2 separate regions of the Bombyx mori genome follow, and region 2 is linked to region 1. The links are chromatin contacts, called in public Hi-C maps. All regions are on one chromosome and are shown on one strand. Each heading gives the region's core, a stretch centred on a gene start, on an enhancer-like site or on the middle of the called end of the contact. The rest is flanking DNA. Distances are from core to core; before and after follow the strand shown.

Region 1 (6,464 bases), core at 1,645-4,144:
GTAATATTTAATTTTTAGTGTCAAAAATGATACTACCCATTACGCATTCCATTGCCGGCTCATAGAGAATAAAATAAACACTAAAACTATAAAATCGTATTTGACTCAAACGACAAATATGGCTTAAATCTGGATGCATTGCAGCATGCTTGCTTTGCTTTAAAAAGTGAATTTAAATGATAATGTGAAACAGTAAAGATAGGATGCACTGATAAAGCTATGTATTCTATTCAGATGATTTTCGATTAAAAACAATATACACTATGATCCAAAAGTTTGGAAACACTAAGAATACGTAGCAAATGTATCCGGCTTTGCCTGGGATCATGTTATTTGCCATGATAAAAAATATCATAAGTATAAAGGTTACAAAATAATTAAAAATATCAACCAAATTCGTTCAGCATATGTTTCGAGTAACAACAAACATCCTTATAAAAAACTCATTTTTATTTTGCTATAGGAAAAATTTCACATGTAATTTTATTACGTATAAAATGTTTGTTTCCTATTAATCTATTAACTTTTTTGGTCTAATATGTTTGGCAGCGACCAAAGCCACACCAATTATATATCAGTGTACATTTAGTAGTAATAGAAAATAATCAATCAAAAGCAAGTCGTCTGTTTAAAAATCTGTATACATTTTTGATTAAATGCAATCAGGTCAATCATGTCTCGGGCACAATTGTCGTACACAAGCAATTGACTATTACAATGCAGTGCTAATAAGATGCCAACATCAGCCAATTGTGAACATGCTTAACACAGTGAGATTGTGGTTGTCTTTTTGTAACATTAAATCAAAGCTAGTGAGATTGTTATACATATGAACAAACTTAACACTGGCCTGTTGTCTATGTATGCAGCATTAACATAATGTAAAACAGATAAAATGATTGAAGTAAAAAACCAATAGGATCTCAATATACAATCGTATCGACTTAATTTTCTATATATTTTTGTTTAGACTTGTTTTACAATATAGTAAAATACACCAATCAGTAATCATCAGGCACTAATGGATACACAATGTGCCTCATTACACATTCTGTGAATACACTAAGCAACTTTGATTGAATCAATCTGATATTGCACAATCAGAACCAAATAACGGCAAAAAAAAAAAAAACACTAGCATGCTTCTAAACATACCTCTAATAGACTTTTGAAGTACGGACTACAGGCAGAGAGAACCATTTTATGTGCCTTACACGTCTGTCCTTCACATGCTAATGTAACCTGAAAATTACAAACATGTTATACATTCCATAAATTTAACACGTAAAACTTATCATGCAATCGTTGCATGAGAACACATTGATGATTTCAATGCTTATCATCTCAGGTCACAGTAACACAATCTCAATTACGATTTATTAATAGTATTTTGTTTTTTACGCATTACAGTTGAATACTATAATCTTATTCCTGATATTTAAAATAAAGGTCTTTTATAAAGGTTAAGCATTTAGATATTTAAATTGTTATTTAATGGTGGTAGTCCATTAGTAAGTCTGAACAGGTAGCACAAAACCTGCCCAATTATGTTACAAGCAGTCTTCGTTTTTGGTTTGAAGAGTAGACAGTTATATAACGAGAGTGAAATTTCAACCTTATATCTTATTGCATATGGTAACATTCACTCCAGTAATCACTACATAGCATACTGTGTGCGTACTGGTCAAAATGAATCTCAATTTACTGATATGATACACCTAAGAATAATTACTGTGTGGAATTTGCCAGAATGTTGTTAGAATCTAAAACAAAAATGGTATCAAGGTTCTTCTTAATATTCCCTTTTGTCTCAAGGACTAATTAACACATATATAAAATTATTTGAATATTGATTTCTGGTTGGGCTCTTTTCAGTTAAGTTTAAAACAAGTCTTCAATCATTGTTGTCTCATCTCTATTCATATTTTCACTATACTTAAGAAACCTGAAACTACTATGTATGTTTGATGTCCATATTAATTCACATTGAAATATAAAAAAAAAAATTATTTATCAATGGTCAAATATCACATTGTATTTAATATTAAACTAATAGTAAAACATGCGATTTGTGAATTGAGTAAAAAATGTAGTTATATTAATTTCGTCACAGAACTGAATCTTGCTCTTCAAAGACTATGTTTTATAATTTTGTTGGCTTTATTTTGTTTAACTTCAGGTATCATTCCTGTATGCTTCTTCATGACAAATATTTTTATTTTTAATAACTAGTAAATTAACATCACGTAAGCAAATTATGTCGGTAACTATGGTTCATTAATTACTTGCATTTTTTAAGTGTAAAGTGCTTACAGTGAGGTTATATTATTTGTTTATATACAAGTAATTAAAACCATTACAATACTCACATCTGTAAAACTTTTTTCGTCTCTCAAATGTCTGAACGAAGTCACCATGTTAGTTTGAAAATCGTTCCATTTTAAAAAGAATTGTTGATCACCCATTTTGATGATACTCTGAAATTTCAGATGAAATTTACACAAAGCCAAACGTGATGGTCTAACATTTATACTTCACAGTTATAAAGAATATTCTAAAGACCTAATGTTCCGATGCCATTTTTTAGAAATAATAGTGCAGTTTCTATAGTTTACCTACGTCATTAATTGCAATTCAAAATGATGCTTACCTACGGACACAGTAACTACAATTTCTTTTCGTGTTTAATTCACACGAAACACATTAAATATACATCCAGGGGCGCACGTAATATTTCGAAATCTACACGTAAAAGTTAAGCAATTGAAATCTCAAAATAAAGACGCCGTCTCGCATAATATAGCCACTTCTTTCTATTTCTTAATTTCTTTCAATCAGCTAGACAGGGTTGTCAGCCTTACTATTTTAGATTGTCAAAACTTGAAGGACAGTGGTACCCTAAAGCTATTTATGTATGGCAGTGATTAAAAATGATTTTATCACAATGTTACCTATTCTTTGTCATTTTGATTGCTCACAATTTATACAAACAGGTCATAATCAAGATTTTATTTATTTTTGTTTTTAATACAACAAGTGTTTCGAAGTGATTCATAATACAAGAAATCACCTGTATTAAAAACAAAAATAAATAAATTCCTGTTGAAGGCCTGTTTATTTTCGAGTTCTGAACAAGCCTTCTTAAAGTTCTTCGCAAAAATTTGAACAAGCTATAGTTAATCTATTAGAGGTTAGTGTTATTTTTTTTATTTTGCTCCTTAATACGTATCTGTGTTCAATTTACTATAGTTTTTATTATATGGAATAAAATTTACGTCTCTTCGTCAAGTCTATGTACTTATATCATCTTGAGAAAATACTAATTCTTGTCTGCTATGTTTGTCAAATATATCATTATTCAATAAAAAAAAGAAACAAAGAAAAAAAAGAATAGCCCAAATAAAATAAAAATAGAATTGTTTCATAAAAGATCGAGCATACATTGGTATCCCTGATTTGATTGGTTTTATTTTTTGTTTAATTCATCTATTAATCAGGCAAAGGAAGTAAAGCCCATAATGAATATTGTGAAAATGAAACTGATCGTTGAAATGAATTTGAACTTTTTGTCGGGAACCATCACAATTTGAAGAGCTTTTTTTTAGAATATTGATAATTTAGCGTCTGTCTAATTAGTAGTTGCTGTCTGTAAATAGGCTTGTTGCTTATCTGTGAAAAGGCATATGTATGGAAAAAATAAACAAAATGTAGAAATTATCGTAGCCTGAAGCATAGATTATACACATAATATGAGTTGCCGGGTAGACTTGTATAAAGCGATGTTACTAACTAGTATTTAAATACAAAGGTAATTTTCTAAAAATAAATTATTTGATCTCATATTTTAAATTGATAGAACAGACAATATCTTGAATCTGTACAAAAGCACAAATAATATACAATGCTATTTATATACAATTTCTTTTAATCATTCTCATTTCGACACTCTTCTGTCCTTGTTTTTGCTCATATATCACTTGAGTGTTTAGTACAATATTTTTTATTACAATTAAAAGGAAACTTTATTTTGTTATTGAGCTTTCGCTTGATCTGTGCTGTGTTTATTCGGTATAGTATCAATGAATCATTATTAAAATTTGTATCAATGCCATCTATCGCTGAGTAGCATGCATTAACTATCAATGTGCAACAGCGCCATCTAGTAATAGATTGCAGTACTGTCATCGCTAAAATAAAATTGTCAAATTTAAATAATTGTATTCGCAAATTGCTTAATCATATTCCACTGGTTTTGCTAATTAAGCTAAAAACTTTCGAACCAAATACCTAACGCTCGACTTGCATCACTCGACGAAGAGGAGAGCTTATTGCACCTAATCTCTTTTTAAACAATTAAACCAAGCTTAACGAAGCAGGAAACAAAAGAAAACCCTTCGTTTAAAATATACTTATTTAACTTATTTTTACTGTCTTTTTTGCTGTTCATAATCTTTTCTTATGTCAGGGACCACCTGTAATATTGTCAAGAGTTTATGGAGCGGTTTTTTTGAACCCGATTTTCTAATTAAGGATTACCTGATCTCACAAAGAACATTAAATATTATGTATACTAAATATCATAAACGAAAATAAACAGGTTTCGTGTGAAAATTTATAATGAATGAAATTTTATAATGCTTACTAGGTCAATGTAGAAATCATTATTTATTTATTTATTGCTTAGATGGCTGGACGAGCTCACAGCCCACCTGATGTTAAGTAGTTACTGGAGCCCATAGACATCTACAACGTTAATGCCGCCACCCACCTTGAGATATAAGTTCTAAGGTCTCAAGTATAGTTACAACGGCTGCCCCCCCCCCCCCCCCCCCCCTTCAAACCGAAACGCATTACTGCTTCAAGGCAGAAATAGGCAGGGTGGTGGTACCCACCCGCGCGGACTCACAAGAGACTGTCATAAACTATCATCAATCCACCAATTGTATCCACCAATATATCGCTAAAAAGAATACTATAATTTTTTATCTTATGCGTGCGAACGCTTGTATTTTTATATCCGAAACGCACTCAATATTTTTTTATTAGAGTTAAATAGGAACGAAAAAATAAACCTAATATGGCTTAGTGTAGAATTTGTTTTTCTGCACCACGCACATGTAACTGGCTACTCATTCTTATTTTGGAGATAAGAGGAAAAGGACCATATTGCATGGTGATAAAGTTGAAAGGTGTATGTTAATATAATAGTTCAAGGAATTTCCAAAATGGCACCGATGGTAACCTAGGTCAGGGTTCGATGAACTTAATTTATAATAATTGAGTTGCCGATATTTTTATTTTTTCACGATTATTATGTTAATTATTTCTTCAAGTTCACATTCATATTTTAGATCAGCCTTTCCCAAAGTGGGCGATAACGCCCCCTTGTGGGCGCTGCATGCCTAAAGGGGGGCGGTGAGAGACCCTGAAAAAAAATGGGGGCGTTGTGTAGAGGCTTGGGAGGCGATTTGTAATTTCATCTAGGAGGACTCTTAGACACCAACTGAGTTCTGGTTATAATGGTTTTTAAGTAGGTGAAAAAATGGGGGCGCTAAAAAATAATTTATTCTCAAAGTGGGCAGTAGACCAAATAAGTTTGGGAACCCCTATTTTAGATCATAATATATATATTTTAAATCAGATAAGTCTGCTTCCTAGTGAGGCATTGTTATATTTGAAAAAAAAAAAAACAATTTCTATTTAATACACAATATTTATTTATTTGTCACAAGAAAGAAAACGTTTTTAAAACGACACTTACATTGCATTTAGTAAGAGAGGCATAATGTGAATTATCAAGGACACATTGAAAGATTTGAAAAAAAAAAAAAATGACATTTTAAATATATTGTATTAAAATCTTAAAATTCTAGTAATATTTTTAAACACACACACACTACTACATTTGAAAGGCCAAGCGGTGTTGCCAAAATACTTAACACTAAATTCCTTATATATTAATGTTTCGATTTAAGTACGAGATTATATCAACAATAATATTCTAGTTAAGATAATATGGTAATAATTAATAAATTTTTAAAATTCACACACACTTCTACTATTCATCTCAAAAGATATCATCAACTTCACATCTATATTAAGGTCCGTGCACATAAAATATTAATAATCGCTAGCAATTACCACTACATATTAATTTAATACGATTTCATAATAATCATATTTCATTAACTATAATTGACATGAAGCAGGAATCAAAATTGATAATCGATAACTAAACTTACTTTGGTATACTTTATTTATATTTAGAAATTAGAACCGAGATCTAAACTTTACTCAGTATTTACTAAGCTCTGTCCTGCTCGCACTTAATTACAATAATTGAAAATAGAACAGGAAGAAAACACTAAGTGTTATATTATTATATAGTATGTCTATAAAATATAATAATAGTTTGTCTCACTCAGTCGCTACGTGCATGAGAAGATTTTTTTTTTAAGTATTCA
Region 2 (6,464 bases), core at 2,695-5,194, 210 kb after region 1:
AAGAATTAATAATCATTTACACCATTCCAATATATAGGACACTAGTGTATAATTAGTAAGTTTGTTGTAAGCGTTAGATTATAAATGTTTTTTTTTTTTATTGCCTAGTTGTGTGGACGAGCTCACAGCCCACCTGGTGTTAAGTGGTTACTGGAACCCATAGACATCTATAACATAAATGCGCCACCCACCTTGAGATATACCTAAGTTCTAAGGTCTATTCTGATTTATTATTCTAATTCTAATTTAATATAAAATTAATTTATTAATTTAATATAATATAAAATTTAATTAAAATCTAATTAAGCTAATTCTAATTTATTCATTAGTTTCCTCACGAGTTTCTATCTGAAGTCTTTTAAGTGGATCGTCAATCAAGAAGATCTTCCGATTCGGTGGTAGATTCTCACAATCTAAGCCCACTAAGCTCGTCCACCAGTTATGGTGAAGCCAAAATATGCAGTGGCTTACTTATGCCACTTGCTATATATTATTTGTTATATACATTATTATATATACCTTATTACTTGGATGGACGAGCTCATAGCCCATCTGGTGTTAAGTGGTTACTGGAGCCCATAGACATCTATAACGTAAATGCGCCACTCACCTTGAGATATAAGTTCTAAGGTCTCAGTATAGTTACAACGGCTGCCCCGCACCCTTCAAACCGAAACGAATTATTGCTTCGCGGCAGAAATAGGCGGGGTCATAGTACCACCAGTAATTACGTAAATTATAATTTTGCGGGTTTGATTTTTATTAAACGATGTTATTCTTTCACCGTGGAAGTCAATCGTGAACATTTGTTAAGTACGTATTTCATTAGAAAAATTGGTACCCGCCTGCGGGATTCGAACACCGGTGCATCGCTACATACGAATGCACCGGACGTCTTATCCTTTAGGCTACGACGACTATAAACGGCTATTTGGTTTATGCGACCCTTCGCTTAACACGCGACATTTTGACTTTATGTTAAAGTTGCGTTTTATTTGGTATTAGCATCGACAGTTCGATGTTTTTAATTGAACTTCAATTAAGTTTACTCCATTCGAATAGCTAAAGTTTTTTTTTGTTATGATATTTTAACCAAGTTTTAAACTCTAAATGGCTCTCCTGTAAAGTTGAAAATGTCGCTTAAGCCTTTCACCCTTCGATATAAACAATGTATCGGGTAGGTAATAAACGTGAGATCGATACATGAAAAAAGTTTTTAATCATTATCGAAAAACGTCAATCCAAAAATCACAGCACAAACGATCTCCGTGTACATAATCGTCATAATCTCCAGACCCCGTTTATCTCGTACGTAACGATTGGATGCTGCGCTGTACCGCGCGCGCCACGCCTTAAATTTTGCCGCCAATCCGCGGCCGCCATCTTGTAATTCGAGAGTATTCCAAACATATTGAGAGATCAGATTTATGAGGGGGACGTGTTAGGTATTTTAGGTACGACGAGGGTTAACATTTACGATATAATAAATATATAATAATAAGATTTAATAAACTTACTGAAAAGTACCCAGTTTGTTCCAGGTGAAAGTTCATAAGTAGGTAGCACACAGATATAATAATATGTAGCATGAAATTCTTACGGGTTTTTTATGTTAGACTAGTTAAAGTTATTATATTAAAAATTTTATACAGTAGATGTAATAGTATGTGTTTATCATTTACTGGCCCTGATCGAATTGTTTAATGAAGTCTTATCATTGAAAATTGACATACATGTGGTCCGTACACATCACAAGGTCAATGCCGTGATCCACCTTGAGAGACACGGGTGAAGTCTTAATTGTGTTTTATATTACTTATCCTCCCTCCCTCCTTCAAATTGGGTTGGTAACTGCTTCGCAGCAGAAATAGGCAGAGTGGATTTATTTACCCGTGCAATATGAATTTGACTTCATGTCTCAAGTTGGGTAGGCTCCGGTAACCATTCGTAATCAATCATTTAAGAACTAAAAAAATACGTAAAAAATATTATTGTAAAATACGCACTATGCCCTAATAAGTAACATAATACCTATATGAGGTCTATAAAATCAAAGGCAGCTAAATCCAAGTCTGTCAAATATTTAGATAAACTACAAAAATCGGCCCTAAACACGTCATTACGGATCCTACCGACCCATCGAAGTACTGCTCTTGCTAGGGCCAGTGTTAGCAACACTCCCGGTTTGAGAAGCTAAAATAACTGTTCGGATAGCTACGACATTCTTTATTTTAAAGCAGATTTATAAAGAATGAGAATATTACTAATTTTAAATGATAAAACTTCGTTTATTAGTACTTATTACAGAGTAAAAATAAATTTTTTGAACTGAATTTGTTAGAGATTTAGCTGCATTTGTTATAACATGAAAACACTAAAGCATATCCAACTACCTAAACAAGATAGCGCCATTGTTAATCCATTTTACGACATTAAGGCGTTTTTTTTTTTTTTTCCCTGCCTAAGCTGATAGCTTTGAGAGGCTATTTCAGCGTAACCGTGGCTAGTAGGTGAGCCCACGGGGCTCAAACCTGACGACGATGCTAACACGAACCCTAGCAAGAGCCGTGCTTCGCAGAATCTACCACCGGATCGGAAACGCGACCCACTAAGAAGATCCGGCGAGAAACTCAGTGGGCTGTGTCTGAGAGTTAATTTACTCGTCGAGCCCTTCGTCGCAAGCGACGGGTTCGACGAGAACGGTGACCGGTGCTTGAAGTACCTAAAAGCACCGTTAGTGGATCGGGAGGATCCGAGATGACGTGTTTTGGGCGACGTCGACTGCTTTAAATTCTGTCCGCAGGATCGGGAATGTAGTTACCGGCGGCCACGATGAGAGGGTTCTCGTGTCGTGCCGCTTTATCGAAGTGCATTAAGGCGTTTAGCTGCCTTTGATTTTATAGGCCTCATATATGGGCGCAAACGCCACTATTGGCAATAATTAACATAATAATATATAGTTTAGTTTATTCTATGTTATCATTAATTTATTATTAACAAGATAAAACTGTTATTCTAGCATATTTAATGTTTAGCAGACACTGTTTTGATGTGAAAATGTTCAGAATATGATTATTGTTTATATTATTGTTTAAAAACACAAATCAATATTAATAAAAAATAATAAAGCATCAATATTAATAATAATTAATATTATAATTAAGAGTAATTAATTAATTAAGTATTGTAATTGTTCTGCAAATGATGTTAGCGCCATCTATTATTAGGCTGGATAATAACAATGGTAGTTTATATTAGTTAAAAGTAATTTATGTAAAATAAATTAATGTCAGTCATTTAAAAATCACTAAAATATGTATTGTGAATATTAAGCTATATTTTGTGAATTGTTTCGCAGTAATTACATTCGTTTGTATAAAAGAAGATGTAGTTACTATAACCATCACAAAATGGCTAATAATTGTGTAAGAACCACTGAATAACTAAGACGTGGCTTTTTATTGTAAACAAGTAATGTTAAAGTTTTATAGAATTGTATTGTATTTTCATTGTAAAAGAACTTATGTGTGAAAACCCCGGCTTAACGCCGACATATACGTTGAATCATACAAACTGCCAACCACTATTGATCGCAAAATTCCCTTGAGTTAAAATACGCCATCTACTGGATAGTTATTACATTATGGTTTTTCATTTTGTGAAACGTCAAACAACAAAGCCTTTTTTATTGAAAACGAATATAGTAAGTAAAATAATAATAATAGCAGTACCCATAAAGTAGAAGTAATAATTGAAATAAATAATGTGTAAAATAAAAAAATTAAGACAATTAGTTTAGTATTTCTACTTGGCAACAGATGGCGGTGGTAAGCAATCTTTCAATCAAATTTAGGAACATCTAGTAATTTAATATGTACATGTAATTTATATCATTCGTTCAATTATAAACGCTTTTATTATTAGTACATATTCAATTAAATATATCCCGAATAATCGCATTCAGTTATCAAATTTAATTGCACTTTCAAAGTAAACAGTTACTAACCATATTTACCACATAAGTAGGTAGTGAATATATTTATATTTTAGATTAAGAATAATTTGCACTGGCATCTACTATACAAAATGACCACAGAAATTGGAATTTATCATTGGAAACTTGGCGATGTTGCTCTAGCAAGAATGTGCAGAAAAGTTTACACCAGAGTGAAAGTTATCAAAGATCATAAAGGATTATTTTATGACGATAAAGGTAAAATTATTTTTTACTTTTTTATTGCTCGCAAAGTGGTAATATATCGACGCTCGCAAAGTACAATTTTACAAATAAGTTACAATGTTCAGTTCTTACAATTTTGTAGCTAATATGATAATTTGTTACAAAATTGTCTGAACAACAATTATGTAGGTAACAAATTATTTCAGAATACAAAATTGCATTCGGATACTCAAAGCGCAAAATTAAATAAATAAAAAAATTGTCTATTTGTAAAATTAATAATATATGCGACAACTAGCGCCATCTGCCACATTCAGTAGTAAACTATTAAAACAATAGCAGTTTTTACTGTTTAAATCTATATTATGTTTTCAATTTACGTAAATACTATCTTATTGTTAAGCACAAGAAAAATGTATCTTCTTACGTCTGTACTACTTATATCATATTTATTAGGAAAAAAACATTTTTTTATTCGTCATATAATTTAGAATTAAATACATAATTTACAGCGTTAGGAATCTTCGGAAATGAAGATGGTAATATTACCGTGAATTGGGAACTCTGTTACTATGTGGAGACTTGTACAACTAAGCAAAGACTATGGTTACCATACACATGTATGTTTCTCGCTGAGCGTTCAAGACCTTTCTATGGACCTGCTGATAAAACACCAAAGAAGATATCTCCTGAGAAGCCCCCTAGAAAGGTAAAAATTAAATGTAACAGATTTTCTGCTAGCCAATTAAAGCTTACCTTAGGAATTGTATAGTTGTAAATGTTAATAAAATGATTACCCTGTATTATTCTGAACTATCCAATTAAAATATTGGCAAGGCTGTTTAGAAGTAAACCATAATACTATTATAATAAACCCATTGTAACACATCAATATGTATTAACATTACAATGCTTAAGCAATTTAAGTCAGATTTAATAACATTATTAAAAATTACATATCATAATGAAGAAGCTAGCTTGTGTGAGCAGTTTTGGAATACTTAATGCTATGCTTATCATAATCATTATCTACAGCCCTTTAATATCTACTGCTTGAAATAGACCTCGCCTTTTTCGATCGCCCATCATTCTCATTCATATCTGACCCTCCGTCTTGTCTATGTCATTAGTCCTGCATGCCATAAAACTTTCGACATCTCTACACCTAATCTTGGCTGCTTTTCCTTCACTGCCTTACTCCATGAATTGTCATTTCATCAACACTGACTATCTGGCAACTTAGAAAATAGAAATGCTAAGTTTTGAACCTGAAAGCTCGGACGATAAACTACTGGACCATCTACAAACTATCATTTTTGCAATGTTTTTTTATGAATTATTATTATTGTATATTCCAGAGAAAGCCAAAGGAAGACCATACATTGCCCCTCGGAGTCAGACCTCACAAACTAAAAGAACCGGATTTGAACACAACATATGACATCACACATGTACCACTAAAGCAAGGAAAATGCGAGAACGCTTTTAAGGAATTTGTGCGGAGAGGAAAAGAAATGATTTTTGATGAATATTTTTACATTTTGCAAAGTAACAATCGTACTGATAGAGACACGTTAGATTATTTGTTGAACATTGATGCTAGTACAGAGGATAAATTTGAGACGGTACTGAAAAATGTAGCTACGGAGAAAGAGATCGAGAACTACTTACATCAGTGCTGGAGGTACAATTACGTACGTAAATCAGAAAGTAAAGAAGTTATTGAAAGTACTGTAAGTATATATTACAATTCATTTTATTACTTATTATGATAATTCTGAAATGAAGAAAAACCTTGTATGTATTAGTAGTATGCTATTTGAGTCTCAAACAAATTGAATCGAATAACCAAAAAAATTCTATGCTGTCGTGTGGTTATTAGTTATAAAATTTATAGTTAGCATATTGTTTAATTCGGTCCCAAATGATGTAAAGAAGTTGCATTTTTAAATAATATTTTATAGTGATAATAGCTTTCTTAAAATCTATTCTTTTACATAGATAGAGCATAGATTCTCAGATCCTTACAATTTGGAATCAGTCAGTAACCACTGCTGTCTGACACAAACAAAGCTGCATGTTAAAGTTCGTCAATATATATTCACAGCATACATCTCCAACAAAACCTCAAATAACGATTCATATATCATGGTGCCTGGTTTGCGGGAAGAAGGAGAAGCTACGTGAGTGTCCTAACTGCCCTTCGTCCTTCCACATGCCGTGCAGGAGGGAGTGGCTGGTTAATATACTACGTATGTATTAAGTGAAGTTTACAACTGTAATG

What was found. A called contact is a pair of places that touch in the nucleus more often than the background predicts.
Region 2: a Hi-C map of midgut shows a contact between it and region 1, with 3 times the contacts expected there. The contact joins the promoter of LOC101741614 here to the promoter of LOC101741489 in region 1. A contact is called at or near these places in 6 of 7 Hi-C or Micro-C datasets (middle silk gland, midgut, posterior silk gland and 2 more).

What each region holds. Positions count from the first base shown.
Region 1 is chr20:5,676,248-5,682,711 of ASM3026992v2, forward strand. LOC101741489 (longitudinals lacking protein-like) reads right to left here and starts at 2,895. Exons shown (of 5, transcript XM_038018244.2): 1 at 2,651-2,895; 2 at 2,370-2,477; 3 at 1,156-1,242. The coding sequence starts at 2,465. LOC101746370 (ras-responsive element-binding protein 1) reads right to left here. Exons shown (of 6, transcript XM_012695449.4): 6 at 5,694-6,464.
Region 2 is chr20:5,889,061-5,895,524 of ASM3026992v2, forward strand. LOC101741614 reads left to right here and starts at 3,945. Exons shown (of 7, transcript XM_062674329.1): 1 at 3,945-4,213; 2 at 4,693-4,889; 3 at 5,539-5,913; 4 at 6,288-6,432. The coding sequence starts at 4,087.